Linked DNA regions of Gossypium hirsutum: region 2 is linked to region 1. The links are chromatin contacts, called in public Hi-C maps. All regions are on one chromosome and are shown on one strand. The core of a region is the stretch at or near the end of the contact, and the rest is flanking DNA. Distances in the headings are between cores, read along the strand shown.

Region 1 (6,634 bases), core at 1,182-3,681:
TTAATCCCTTTATTTTTCGAATTGGTCGAATTTAGTACATATATTTTTCTAATTTTGAAAATTCACTAGTAATTCAAAAAAGTAGTGGTTAAATACATTTAATTAAATCATGCTATTAGTTCTATATCATGTGTAAATATGTAGATTTAGTTCATGTTATCCAATTTGATACTTTTTAATCCCTATACTTTTCGAATTTTGAAATTTCAATCTTGACACAAAACAACAACCGTTAAATCTAGTAATTGGCCTTTTTATGAGTAATATATGTAAATAGTAAACTGACATGCCATTACAAATATGATAATATGTTTGTCATATAAGACTTTGAAAATAACTGAACTTAATGAACTTGGGTTATGTCATTTAATCATTATTGAAATTTCAAGATTAAAAAATCATATGGACTAAAAATGACCAAATTAATATATAGAGATTCAATCTATAACTTATGCATAAGAAAAGGACTAACAGCAGAGTTTAACCAAAATCTTATTACAGAAACTTCAGGCCTTTTTCTTTACTAATGTATGAGCCCAAATGGCCTGTAGTCGAAGTTCCCATATCTCCACTATGACAAAGAACAAAGATTTAAAGAGGCAAAACAAAAGGTGGTCCAATTATAAAGAATTTAAGACAAAAATTGCACTGTTTTGCAAAGAAAGTGGTTCCATTTTTGAACAAAAGAAGAAGATTAAATTCCTTTTTAAGGAAAATTAGGTCATTAAATTATTAATATATTTACGTTTTGGTCATTTAATTTTAAAAAATTATAAAATGGTCACTGAATTATTCGAAAGTTTTCATTTAAGCTATTAGACTATTAAAATTACTATTTTATGGTCTTCTCTACTTGCACTGTCTATACAATCGAAATCTCTTTTTCCCTTTCTCTTTTATAGTTCAATTTTTTTTTATGAAACAGCCTTAAGCACCATGAATCTATAAACCAAAATCTAAACAGATTTTTTCTTCGATCTCTGACACTGACAATCAGATCGACTTGGACCTAAGATTTACGTACTTTTACTCATTGATGGGTATTGATAAATCATACAAACTATCAAATCATCGCTTGTAGCTCTCTATCCAAGTTTTTAGAAAAAGAAACTTAACCTCCTATTGATATAAATAAAAACTTTTTAATAGTTTAATGATCAATTTATAGCTTTATAAAATTAAGTGATCAAAATATAAATTTATTAATATTTTAGTGACATTAGATAAAAAAAAATTTTAAGAATAGAGATGACCAAATCCTCTCCCGTACCTATCAAAGAGACCATTCTTCCAACACTGTTTCTAAAAAAAACAACCCACCTGTTTGGATTTATTGCTTTGTATTAAAATCAGTTTCGTTTCCCTTACACAACCCTACAATTTTGCAAAAGATTGCGGTGCATGCAATCACCCTTGACCACACATATACGTGGGCTAACGCTTCATTAATAGCCCCCTCATATCTTCTAAACCAATTAATGTTTTTCTTTATTTTTTCATGCTAATTTTAATTATTATTTTTAATAATATTATATTCAAAATTTAAATTTACATTATTTCTTTAAAAATACAATATGTCTTATCACTGTATTTACACTTATCGATAGTTTTCCTTTATATCAATTTGAAATGAAAGGCCTCAAGTACATGCTCACTCCCCTCTCTCGCACGTCAAGGGTTCATTCATATGGAACCCAACTATATTTACAAGTTGCATGTATGTATTTATACGAGGCTTCATGTATATATAATATATGTTACTTTTTTTTATGTAATTATGAAAAGTTATAAAATAATTATTTAATTATTAGTTTCTTTTTTTTGTCATCCAACTATGAGGAGTTACAAAATTATCACTTAATTATTTGATTTTATCTTTTTTTATCATCCGATTTTCTTGGATTTTAAGTGTTTCCATTTTTACACTAGCCAATTGGTAACTAAAAAAAATAAAATTAAATAGTTGAATGATTATTTTATTACTTTTCATAATTGAGTGACAAAAAAAAAATTTGAGTGATCTTTACTGTACTTTTACCTTAAAATTTAATTTTGTTTTCTATTTTTCTTTTATCACATCATGTTGAAGTCATCTATGCAATAATTATGCTTTTAATGTCAGATGAGTGTTTGCATTTAATGCCTAAACTAGAGATTAAGTGAATAAACAAATCCTAATTAATACGACAACTATACTTTAAAGAATCATTTACAACGTTTCAAAGATTAAGATCCCATTAAACCATATTCAACACACAACGAAACAAAGCAGGTGAGTGAAGGGAGAGTGTGGAGAAGGTCTCAATTATTAGAAAGAATGAAATGAAGATGGGGAAGCTTCAAAGTCTAAAAGGCTTGAAGGTGGTTAAGTGTGGAAACACTTACAACAGTCCTTGACTTTGCTTTTTCATGTCTTTGTCTCTCTCTTTCGAATGTCGCCCCCTTTTCAAAGTTGATAAGAGGAAAGTTGGCAAATTGGCCCATTTGATTGGCTACATTACATATAATATCATTTTATTACAAGTTAATTTGGTCCCACGGGAAGCAAAGAGGGAGAGCGTGACTTTTGGATAAAAATAAAGTCAGCCTTCCTCCCCATTTGGATTAAGAAAATGACAACACAAGCGAATATGGAAATGGCATCCATTTCTTTATTAGTTTTCTCATCAATTAAGATGAGCATTACACGGAATTCATGTTGTATTATCTAGTGTTTCTCTAAAAAAAACCCTAATCAACAAGTGTTAGATGTAATGGTAAAATATATTATATTTACAAGAAAAGAATTTGATTCGAATACTAGAGATGACATTGTTGAGAGGGCTAACCATGAACCTCGAAAGTATTAGTCTTCATGGACCATAGAATGGACATGAATGATATACCTTTATTTTAATCCCTCACCCCCCAAAAAAAATCGAGCTAGGCGAAGTTAGAAAATTATTTTAAGGGGTTTGAAATGGATTATGAATGTAACACCCTTAACCTTTATCCATTATCGGAATAAGATTACGAAGCATTATCGGACTTTTCAAGAACATTTCATATCCTTAAACATACATATTAGAAAATAATCATAAATCACTCATATTGTCCCTTGTATGAGCCCTCGAGGCCCAAATTATGCATTAGAAATAAATTGGGACTAAACTGAAAACTTAGAGAATTTTTCATAAAATTTCAAAATTCTTCCTAGGTGCAGGGGACACATGCCCGTGTGGCTCACACGGCCAAGAGACACGCCTGTGTCTTAAGCCATGTGGGCATTTAATGTGGGGCACACGGTCGTGTCCCAGACCATGTCTATGGCCGTGTAACTCTCTGACTTAGGTCACACGGCCAAGCCATAGCCCGTGTACTAGACCGTGTGAAAATACCTGGGTATTCTATTTCTCAATTTTAAGGATGCAGGGGACGCACAGTCAGACCACACGTCCATGTGTTAGGCCCTGTGTCACACACGGCTGAGACACACGCCCGTGTCTCTGCCCGTGTAAACGAAAATAGGCCATTTTAAGGCCACATTTCTCACCCATTTTGATATCAACCTATACACAACATTTTGACACATCAACACATCCCAAGCAAGCAATCAAAACAAGTCAAAATCATGTTTTATGCATAACATAACATCACATATACTCAAATAATTTAACTTACCTATTTAATCCATCTCATAATTTATTAAAATTTACTACTAATTACATACATACAAGCATATATCATTCACATCCACATTTTAATTTACTTCATTTCCAAACCAACATGTATATATATAAGTTGAATATTTAAACAAAACTTCACTCTTAATATTTAAACAAACTAAACTTTAATTAAATCCATACCAACCTTATACAAGCCATATAAATCATAGTATACGTTGCAAAAACTATCGGAACAAGTTGGATAGAGTGGCTTGATGTGTTGATCCGATCTCCCAACCTCACGTTAATTTACAAAGACATTAAACAACATAAGTAAGCTTAATGAAGCTTAGCAAATTCGATAGGTTAAACATAAATCTTACCGAACCTAATATAATAAATCAGATAAGTAAATTATTTATGCAATCTCCCTGTCAATCACAACCTTAATCGATGAACACACTTCTTTCAAATCAATATCAATAACAAACGATACAACTTTCAATTTCAATTACATATGTCATTTACCAAATCCTACCAAAACGGAGAACGGCTTACGGACAAGAGTACATCGTTTTCAGAAGCTAGAAAGCTGAACAGAAGCACATAAGTCCTAAATAGAAACCCATAAGGGTTGAGCGGAAGCTCATAAGAGCTGAACAAAAACCCATAAGGGTTAAAAAGAAGCTCAAAAGAGCTGAATGGAAACTCATAGGAGTTGAACAGAAGCTCGTGAGAGCTAAACGGAAAGTAAACACGAAATTTCGCAACAAATGCTGAACTTCAGTTTACTTGGGTAATTTGCTATCAATTCCTCCTTTTCTGTATTGCACCACACAATGATTGTACTCAAATCCCGCGTTTCATTTAACTCGGATATTCACTTGAAATTTATATCTTAATAATAATTCAATTTTCAACAATATACTAAATACGTAGTACCATTCATCAATTCAATATAATTATTAAAGTTTAACCATACGAACTTACCTGGGTTAAATTGTAAGATTTGTAGAAGTTTAGGGACAATTCTGCCAATTTTCCTTTTTTACGTGTCTCTAAAATATAAAATTACTCATTCATTAACATATATTTCAGTTCCAATTCACTTTGCAACTAATACCTCTCAATTTTTTTCAAATTTACATAATCACTCCAACTTTAACAACTTTTGCAATTTGGTCCCTTATTAATTAGTCTATCAAATGAACTAATTTTTCTTAATTGAAAAATTATCTAAATATTCTAGGCTATCATACAACCCTTGATAAACAAAAATTTAATACCAAACCCTAAGTCTTTTCACAATTTAGTCCTAAAATCAATATCTATCAAAATCACTTTATAAAATCGTCATATCACTTTATAAAATCGTTATACAATGAAGTTAAAGCTCTAAATCTATTTTATTTCATCAAAAACATCCAGTACTCATCAATGGTAACTTTTAAAATTTCCAATAAAATTAAAAACTAATGAAATAGCTAGTTGGACTTAATTGTAAAAGTCTTAAAAACACAAGAATTACAAGAAAAAGGCAAGAATTAAACTTACATGAAGCTAAAATATGAAAACCAGACTTAAGAGCTCTTCAATGGTGTTTTTGGACAGAAAATTGGAGAAAAAATGGTCTAGAAACTATTAGAATCTCATTTTGGCTATTTAATTGTATTTTATTTCTAATTTTGCCCTTAAATCACATCATTTTGTTATTTTTTTGTGCTTATGCCACCTCAGCCACTTCACTTAGGCCCAATTACTCTTTAAGTCATCCCTATTTACCATTTAAGCCATTTAATTACTATTTCTTTTAATTAGCAAGTTTTGCACCTTTTTTTAATTTAGTTCTTTTTAATTCATTAACTATCAAAACGTTAAAATTTTCTAACGAAACTTTAATACTACCTTAATAACACTTCGTCAATATTTATAAAAATATTTACAGCTCGGTTTATAGAAACGAGGTCTCGATACCTTATTTTCTAAATCATTTGACCTAATAAATCCTTATAAAACACAAATTACTAATGCAAAAATCTTTCTAAAATCACATTTGACTCGTAAAATACTAAATAATAAAATTTATGAGCTTACTCGTCAGATTTGGTGGTCTTTAACCACTGTTTTCTGACACCACTGAAAATCGGGTTGTTATAATGAATTTTTTGAGAGGTTAAAGTATAATTTTATCATTATATTAAAATTTCATTTTACACCATTTGAAAAGATTAAATGACCCTTGCATGCTATTGATCAATTAAATACTACTGAGTCATCAATAAAATTTTGGCTCAATGATAAAGTTAAAGTGCTAGAAGTTTTGAGTTTCTAAATTCGAGACTCTTAACCCATTGAATTATAAAGAAATAACAAGTAAAGAAAAGAAAATGAAACTACCATTTTAGAAAATTTAAGTATGCAATTACTAATCCAATGGCATTAATTGAGATTAAAGTGTTCATCTGTTGGATTATGTTTAAGTTGGACCCATAAAATTCTAATCAAGCTTATCTATATTTGTAAATTATTAATTTGAGTCTGTTTAGGTCTCTCTATATTATATTTTAGTTTTTAAAAAATATTGTTTTATTTAATATTTGATAATTCTATATAAATATTTCTTTTATTACCATTTTATATATTTTATTAAAATTTTAAATATAAAAAGCTTAACACATTTTAATATGTATATATTATAAACTTGAAAACGGATCAAGTAAAGCCAAGATTGGCCTTAGAATATTGAAGCTCAAGTTCATCTCATATTTTAATTGATTTATTATTATTTTATTGAATTTCATTTTTCAAGTTTAATATATTTATCTAAACTATTAAATATTAAATGAATTTTCAAGGTTGGACCGATAACCCAACGTTTTAACAAAGATAAAACAAATGCCATAAAGGTAAGTGTTTAAGGTTTGGATATACTATTAGTATTGTTGAAAAATATGGAATTGGTAATTGAGTGCCTGAGGGAGTACCCATTC
Region 2 (6,634 bases), core at 1,372-3,871, 59 kb after region 1:
CTTGACTTCCGCAATTTGCCAACATAATTGCATGGAAAGGGCGGTCCATTTTGTGGTTATTGCTTGCTTATTAAGTTGATAGATATGCCTAAGGCTATGAGCAATCAATAATTCAACATCGCAATTCATAATACATTGAGTGGTGTAGAAAAAACACTCCCATGTCTCTAATTCAATTTCTCCAATTTTAGTATTGTGGATAATAATAACGAAAGAGTTTTTTTTTCTTAATTTAATTGAATTAAAACACTCAAAAAAATCTCCGAAAAGGAGACCATATTTTATATTTGGGATATCATCAACCTCGTTAGTTGAATGGAACTAATTAAAATTAAGTTTCCATGAATATATTGTTTTATAATCCCTAAAATTATTTATAATCTCTCAATAATCTCAACCTTAAACTCACGTCCTCTTGCATTATCAATGATACCGTTATTAGCCAAGCTAAGACTTAGTCGACCCTGAATATATCTTTCTTCGTATTTATATATTCATGCCTCTTGTACTATCAATAATATCGTTATTAGCCAAGCTAAGACTCAATCAACCCTGAATATATCTTTCTTCGTATTTATATATTCATATCCATGATGATGATATTCTCTTAAATATACGTGTAAAATTAAATTATAAAATTTCTTTATTGTCATATTAAAAAATAAATTACTGATTGTTAGAGTTGTGTGACCCGAATTCCAACTTGAAAATTCGAGATGTAACTCAGTTGTTAAAGAAATAAAATAGAGAGGCAAATTTGGGGATTAGTAGGGGTGAAGGACCAAGGTCGTAACTTACCACAGATCCCCATCCACCACTGAACTTGACCTCCGCCCCGCGGTACGAACCTTGCCGCACAAGTTGAATTCATATAGGACTATACTTCTTCTATTAAACATTGATTATAAAAAAAAAAGTTGTTTAACCTTTAAAACATGTGTAGTAGAAAACCTCTTGTATTGTTGTTTTTCAATATTAGTGAATTTCTCCTCATTTACCCATAGTTTTTTCCTGATAAGAGTTTTCTATTAAAATCTATGTGTTTTTATTTTTCTTTTTTATTGCTTTGAGATTATTTCTACTATCATTATCGATGTATAATATAACACCAATAATTGTTTATATTCACAGATTGATAAATAAAATAAAATTTATTCATGCAAGAGGAAAATATATGTGAAAACAGGATTATTTATATGATAATTATTCCACAAGCTTAAGTTTTATTTTTAATTATTTTATGGGAAAAATATTTAGTAGTGGAGTTTTAGACTCCCCAAGTAAAGTTAAAAGTTGACAAATATTTTGTAGGAATATAATAAAATATTAAAAAAACTAAATATTTTAAAAAAACATGTGATAATTTTTAAAGCTCCTTGTTGAATAAAAGAAATATATTGCCATTATACCAAATAATAATATTTATTTTATTACTTTACTACATTGAAAAAAATGGCATCATTCTGAACTCGTTTGTAAATTTTTTTTACTCCACTAGCAATATATAGAATAATAATCCTTATTTATATAGATTTCTAAGTAGGTTAATTGCAACACACATACTCAAATTAGGACTCAAATTCTAATTAGGATCTTTCTACATAATGATTAATCAAATATAATTGTCATCTCAAATTTAACATGAAATACATTTAAAATATATTAATTAAATTATAAATACGTATATATTTACTGCACTTTGAATCTAACGTGTTGCAAATAAACAATTTTCTAAACTAATTCAAGCATTCTATACAAACAGATTTACGCTTTGATGAATGTATTTTAAATAAGGTTGAATTCATATTTGAATTGATATTGAATGAATAATTTTGAAAATATTTGGTCCAATGTAAATTGTTAGGATGTATTTGGGCTCAGCCAAGCCAGATGAGCGGGGGAGCCGAGGAGGGGATCTTTCCAAATTCCAAGAGCCGTGGACTGAATAAAAATGAGTATGACGTGAGGACCTTGCCTGGCTCTCTGGCTAGCTGGCTTCATAAGTCAGTGGGATTAGGTATTCTCACCTAGCGGGTCCCCACCTTTATTATTTTTTCTTTTAAATCCCTAACAACCGTCAGATTCAGATAAAGCCGTGCCGTCAACTGTGTTGACCTTAGTACAACGTGGACTGCTCGTACCCTAACTTTTCTCACCCGTTGTCTCGTCATGGTCTTCAATTTAATTTGATTTTCAGTATTTTTATTAATTTTGAATTTTGAATTTTTGAACTTTATTTTGTGATTTTAAAAAAAAATTGATAAAATATTTAAAAGATTTCATTCTTTTTAAACTCTATATAATATTTTAATATAATTTTTATTATTTAAATATAAAATATTTATTTTTTATACCATAAGTATTAAAAGTAACAAAAATAAAATTCAGCATAACCTCGATTTTCTAATTTATAAAATCTTCATCAATTTACAATTCTTTTTTCTTTCATTTAACGCGGTTCTGTCTCTCTCAAATTTCGTCCCGCACCGTTTTAACTCCCTTCTCCGTCCTACCTCGCCCAGAACTCGCCACGTAGCCCCTCTTTAACAACTGCCACGTCATATCTCCCTCAAGTAAAAAACGGCTGGTCCACGTTTACTCTTTTATACTCCTTTTTCCTCTCTTTATTGAAAGCTTCAAAAAAAAAAAAAACTGCATATTACCCCCTCCCCCCACTTATTTCTCTAGTAATCTTTTAAATTTCTCGTTTACTCATGGAAAAGCACCACCCTTCGCCGTTCTTTCACTCCGACGACCTCATCCGCCGTAGATCCTCCGCATCCGACCGAACCCATGATGATTCTAGCGATGATCATGTCAAGGTCAAGCCCCACATCATGGAAATGGATTTCTTTTCTACCGATCATCATCAAGACAGCAAGATTAATACTAATGGTTCATCTTCTTCATTTGATGTTAACGTAAGGTTTTGAATTACTATCCCATCTCTCTCTATATATATGGAAATTTAACTGTAATTTACTAAAAATATATTTGTTTTCAGACTGGATTAAATCTTGTCAGTTCAAGGACGCCTAGTGAAAAGAAATCCAACACTGAAGTAAGTGTTTTCATTTTCATTTTTTTTAAGTTACTGAGTTTAAGCTTTGTTAATGGAGGATTGGTTTTTTTTTTTTGTAACAGATGAGTGTTCTTAAAATCGAATTAGAAAGGTTACATGAAGAGAATCGAAGACTGAAGAGCATGTTGGATCATATTACAAGAAACTACAATGAACTACAAGGTCAACTATTCATGGCGGTACAAAAACAGGCCCTACTTGCAATTAATAAACAACAGGTGACCAAAAAACAAAACCCATGAAATTTATTTTCAAATATTATCTTCATCATCTTCCTAGGTGTTTCTCCTTCACGTGGTATTAAAAGAAAAATTGGTTAACGTGCAATGTGCTCTTTTGATTAAGAGTTGAATTTTCGCATCTACTCTAAGTAAATTAACCTCTATTTATTTGTACTGGTAAAAATTATTTCTTGTACATTAACATGATATATGCATAACATGTTGATGAGATATTCCATCAACCATCAACCAAGTCAATTTTTAACTATATAAAAAATTAAAATTTTTAACAAAAAAAATTAATATGCTTTTTAAATTAATGCACAGAAATTAATTTACAATCCGACTATTAATATAAAGTCCTCCATCGTACTTTGAAAACACTTTTCTTCTTAATTTTTTCCATTAAATTCATAAACAATTCTATCTTCAAATCTTCCATGTGCTACACAGAGTAGAAACTAGTATATAGAATATGTGGCGATAACTCAACCACTTGCCTATTAGCTTTATTTCCAACTCCCCAAATCTAGCACAAAAAAATGAAGCTCATGATCTTAATTATTAGGGTTTCGGTTATTTTTAAGTAGAGTCAGACTCTTAAATAATGAAGCTTTCCGGTGTTATTTTTTTCAAACTCGAGATCTTATCACTTGACCTTTAGTAGGCTTTAATGGTATGCAGTAAGTGTGACTTAATGTTTTATTTTGATAGATTTAGAGGTAGTGATGGATGATTGGTTCAAAAAGGAAAACAAGGCAATATTTTTCTTCTCTCATTAATAGAAAGGGATAAAGTAACTTTTAGTCCTAAATTTGGTAATTTTTTTCAATTTGGTCCTTAAACTTTCTTTTGGTCCACATTAGTCCTTAAACTTGGCAAATTTTTTCAATTTTGATCTCCTGATATTGTACCATATTATTTCTAGGAATTTAGTCCATCCACTTATCAACTTTCTAGGAATTTGAAAATATAACACCAACAAATATAATAAATAGTAATAGTTTTAATAGTTGGACTTAAATGTTAAAATCTGAAAAGTAGAACTTAAACTTAAAAGTATAAGGACTAAATCAAATTTGTAAAGAGTAAAAAGATTTATGACATATTTTAAATTTTTTTATAAAAATATAATTGTTTTAGAAAATGACTTTACACCAATCACATAGTTCAAAATTGAAAAAAATTGACAAGCTTAGGTACTAATTCCAAGCATCATCATGATTAAGGTTTAATAAGAGTTTGGTACTGAAACAGGTGAACAAGGAAGGAGGAGTAAAAGGCATGCCGAGTCATCCCATAATGTCAATCCAACAATCCATGGACCCACGACGACCATCGACTACATTAGATGTGAACGAGCCATCGGCAACTGACGACAAGAGGACAGAACTGTCAGCCTCTTCCCCAGCCAACACCACCACCTCCACCATGGATGTCGTGTCAAAGGACGGCAACGACGACCATTATCGGACGGTTCATATTCAAGGGAAGCACGTCTTTGTCGAAGATGGAATCGATCAAACGTGTCAACAGAGCTGGGGTACTTCGCCAAAGAGTAGTCCAATGGTGGATGAGCCAAAGAAGGAAGAAGAACAGGTCCCTGAAGTAGCTTTCAAAAAGGCCAGGGTGTCGGTTAGGGCAAGATCAGAAGCTCCCATGGTAACTAATTAATATTGTACACATCAATAAGAGAATGCGTGTCTGTATGTATGCATGGAAATGGAGGGTCTTAGGTTTTCTGTTTTCCTTTTTGGTGCAGATAACCGATGGGTGTCAATGGAGGAAATATGGTCAAAAGATGGCGAAGGGTAACCCTTGTCCACGCGCTTACTACCGTTGCACTATGGCTGTTGGCTGCCCAGTACGTAAGCAGGTACGTCCAAGTCTCTACTTTTAACGATAAAGCAACATTTACTCTCTAAATTTGACAACTTTTTTTATTTAGTCTCTAACCGTTTTTCACCTTAAGTTACGTTTGATAAACTGAAAAATTAAGTGTTGAATTTAAATTAAAAAATATGTTTGGCATATTACTTAAAATTAAGTGTAAAGTATAAAAATGGTCATGCAACTAAGTTCGTATTTTTATTTTGGTCACCCAACTTTAATACTTTTCAATTTAGGCACTAATGTTTGAATTCATTCTTGTTTTGATCACCCGCAATTAAATTGATAACGGAAAATCTTTTTCTAAATGGTATAATAACACATTTAGTCTTCAATACTTGCATATATCATTTTGGTCCTCATACTTAACCAAAGCTTTCCGTTGTTAAAATAAATGCATTTTACATCTATAAATTTCTAAAACCCAAAAAGGAAAAAAAAATTGTCTCAATTAACGAGCCGCTTTCCGAGCCAATTCCTAATACCTATAAGTTTAGCTTGAAACTTTATTTCCTTTTTTTTTCATTTGCTTTCTTCTTAATCTAATATTTTATAACCCTTTGATTGATAAAATTTTGGCTAAAAAAAATAGAAAAACCTTAAAAAAAAGAACACTTTAGATTTACTCTTATTGATAACAGCATGATATTTCCTTCAAAGTACATCGAAGTAGTCATCGAAATTGGTCCTTAAAATTGGAAATTAAATCCAAAGTTAAGCAATATGGCTTTGAATAATGCAATTGTTCAATCAATAATTATATAAGAAAAAAACTATAAACATTTAATTTTTCATAAGAAAAAAATGTGAAAAAATTAATTGAATTTCCTTTTGTTACATTGACAATAAATTTTTTAATTTTATAAACCGATTAAGAGATTATTATTTGTTCTATTTATTTTTAATTATTTGTTTTTAATTTTAAATCCACAATAAGCAATATGTATAACTAATAATTTGATTTAGTGTGAAATCAAAATAATTAAAAACTAAAATTATCCTAGCTAAAGTGAAAAATTATTTTTTTACAAATATTAAATTATTTATATAATTTTTTTATATATTATATTTTTAAAAGTTGTATTTCCTATTATTCTTAATGGTGTTTAGTTAATTTCTATTACTAACTTCTTACAAATATAAACAAAAGGGGTTATGTACCAAACTGAGTAATGTCAACCATAAATAAAACAATTAATAGATATGGAAAGAATAAGTATTAAGGACTAAATGTGTTATATCAGTTAGAAAAATAGTTTTTGCTATCGATTTAATAGTGGGTGACCAAAACAGGAACAAATTCAAATATTAGTCCCTAAATTAAAAAAATTTAAAGTTAGATAACCGAAACATGAACATGAGCATAATTAGGTGTCCATTTGTATAATTTACTTTAAAATTAAATACTGAAATTGTTTAATAAAAAATAATATAATTATAA

Evidence for each region. A called contact is a pair of places that touch in the nucleus more often than the background predicts.
Region 2: a contact with region 1 is called in a Hi-C map of leaf, with 2.9 times the contacts expected there. The contact joins the promoter of LOC107922953 here to the enhancer-like site in region 1. A contact is called at or near these places in 7 of 34 Hi-C or Micro-C datasets (cotyledon, hypocotyl and leaf).

Annotation. Positions count from the first base shown.
Region 1 is chrA12:83,496,845-83,503,478 of Gossypium_hirsutum_v2.1, forward strand. No RefSeq gene overlaps it. Among protein-coding and RNA genes, the nearest start is that of LOC107922963, 6.1 kb to the left of the region's middle. Within about 2 kb of position 2,432, at least 2 of the 9 cell types and tissues checked have an H3K27ac peak or open chromatin away from gene starts, as enhancers often do. A contact at or near this core is called in hypocotyl and leaf, where this site is marked.
Region 2 is chrA12:83,555,934-83,562,567 of Gossypium_hirsutum_v2.1, forward strand. It overlaps LOC107922953 (probable WRKY transcription factor 47), which reads left to right and starts at 2,622. Exons shown (of 6, transcript XM_016853160.2): 1 at 2,622-2,921; 2 at 3,005-3,061; 3 at 3,145-3,300; 4 at 4,561-4,965; 5 at 5,066-5,179. The coding sequence starts at 2,715.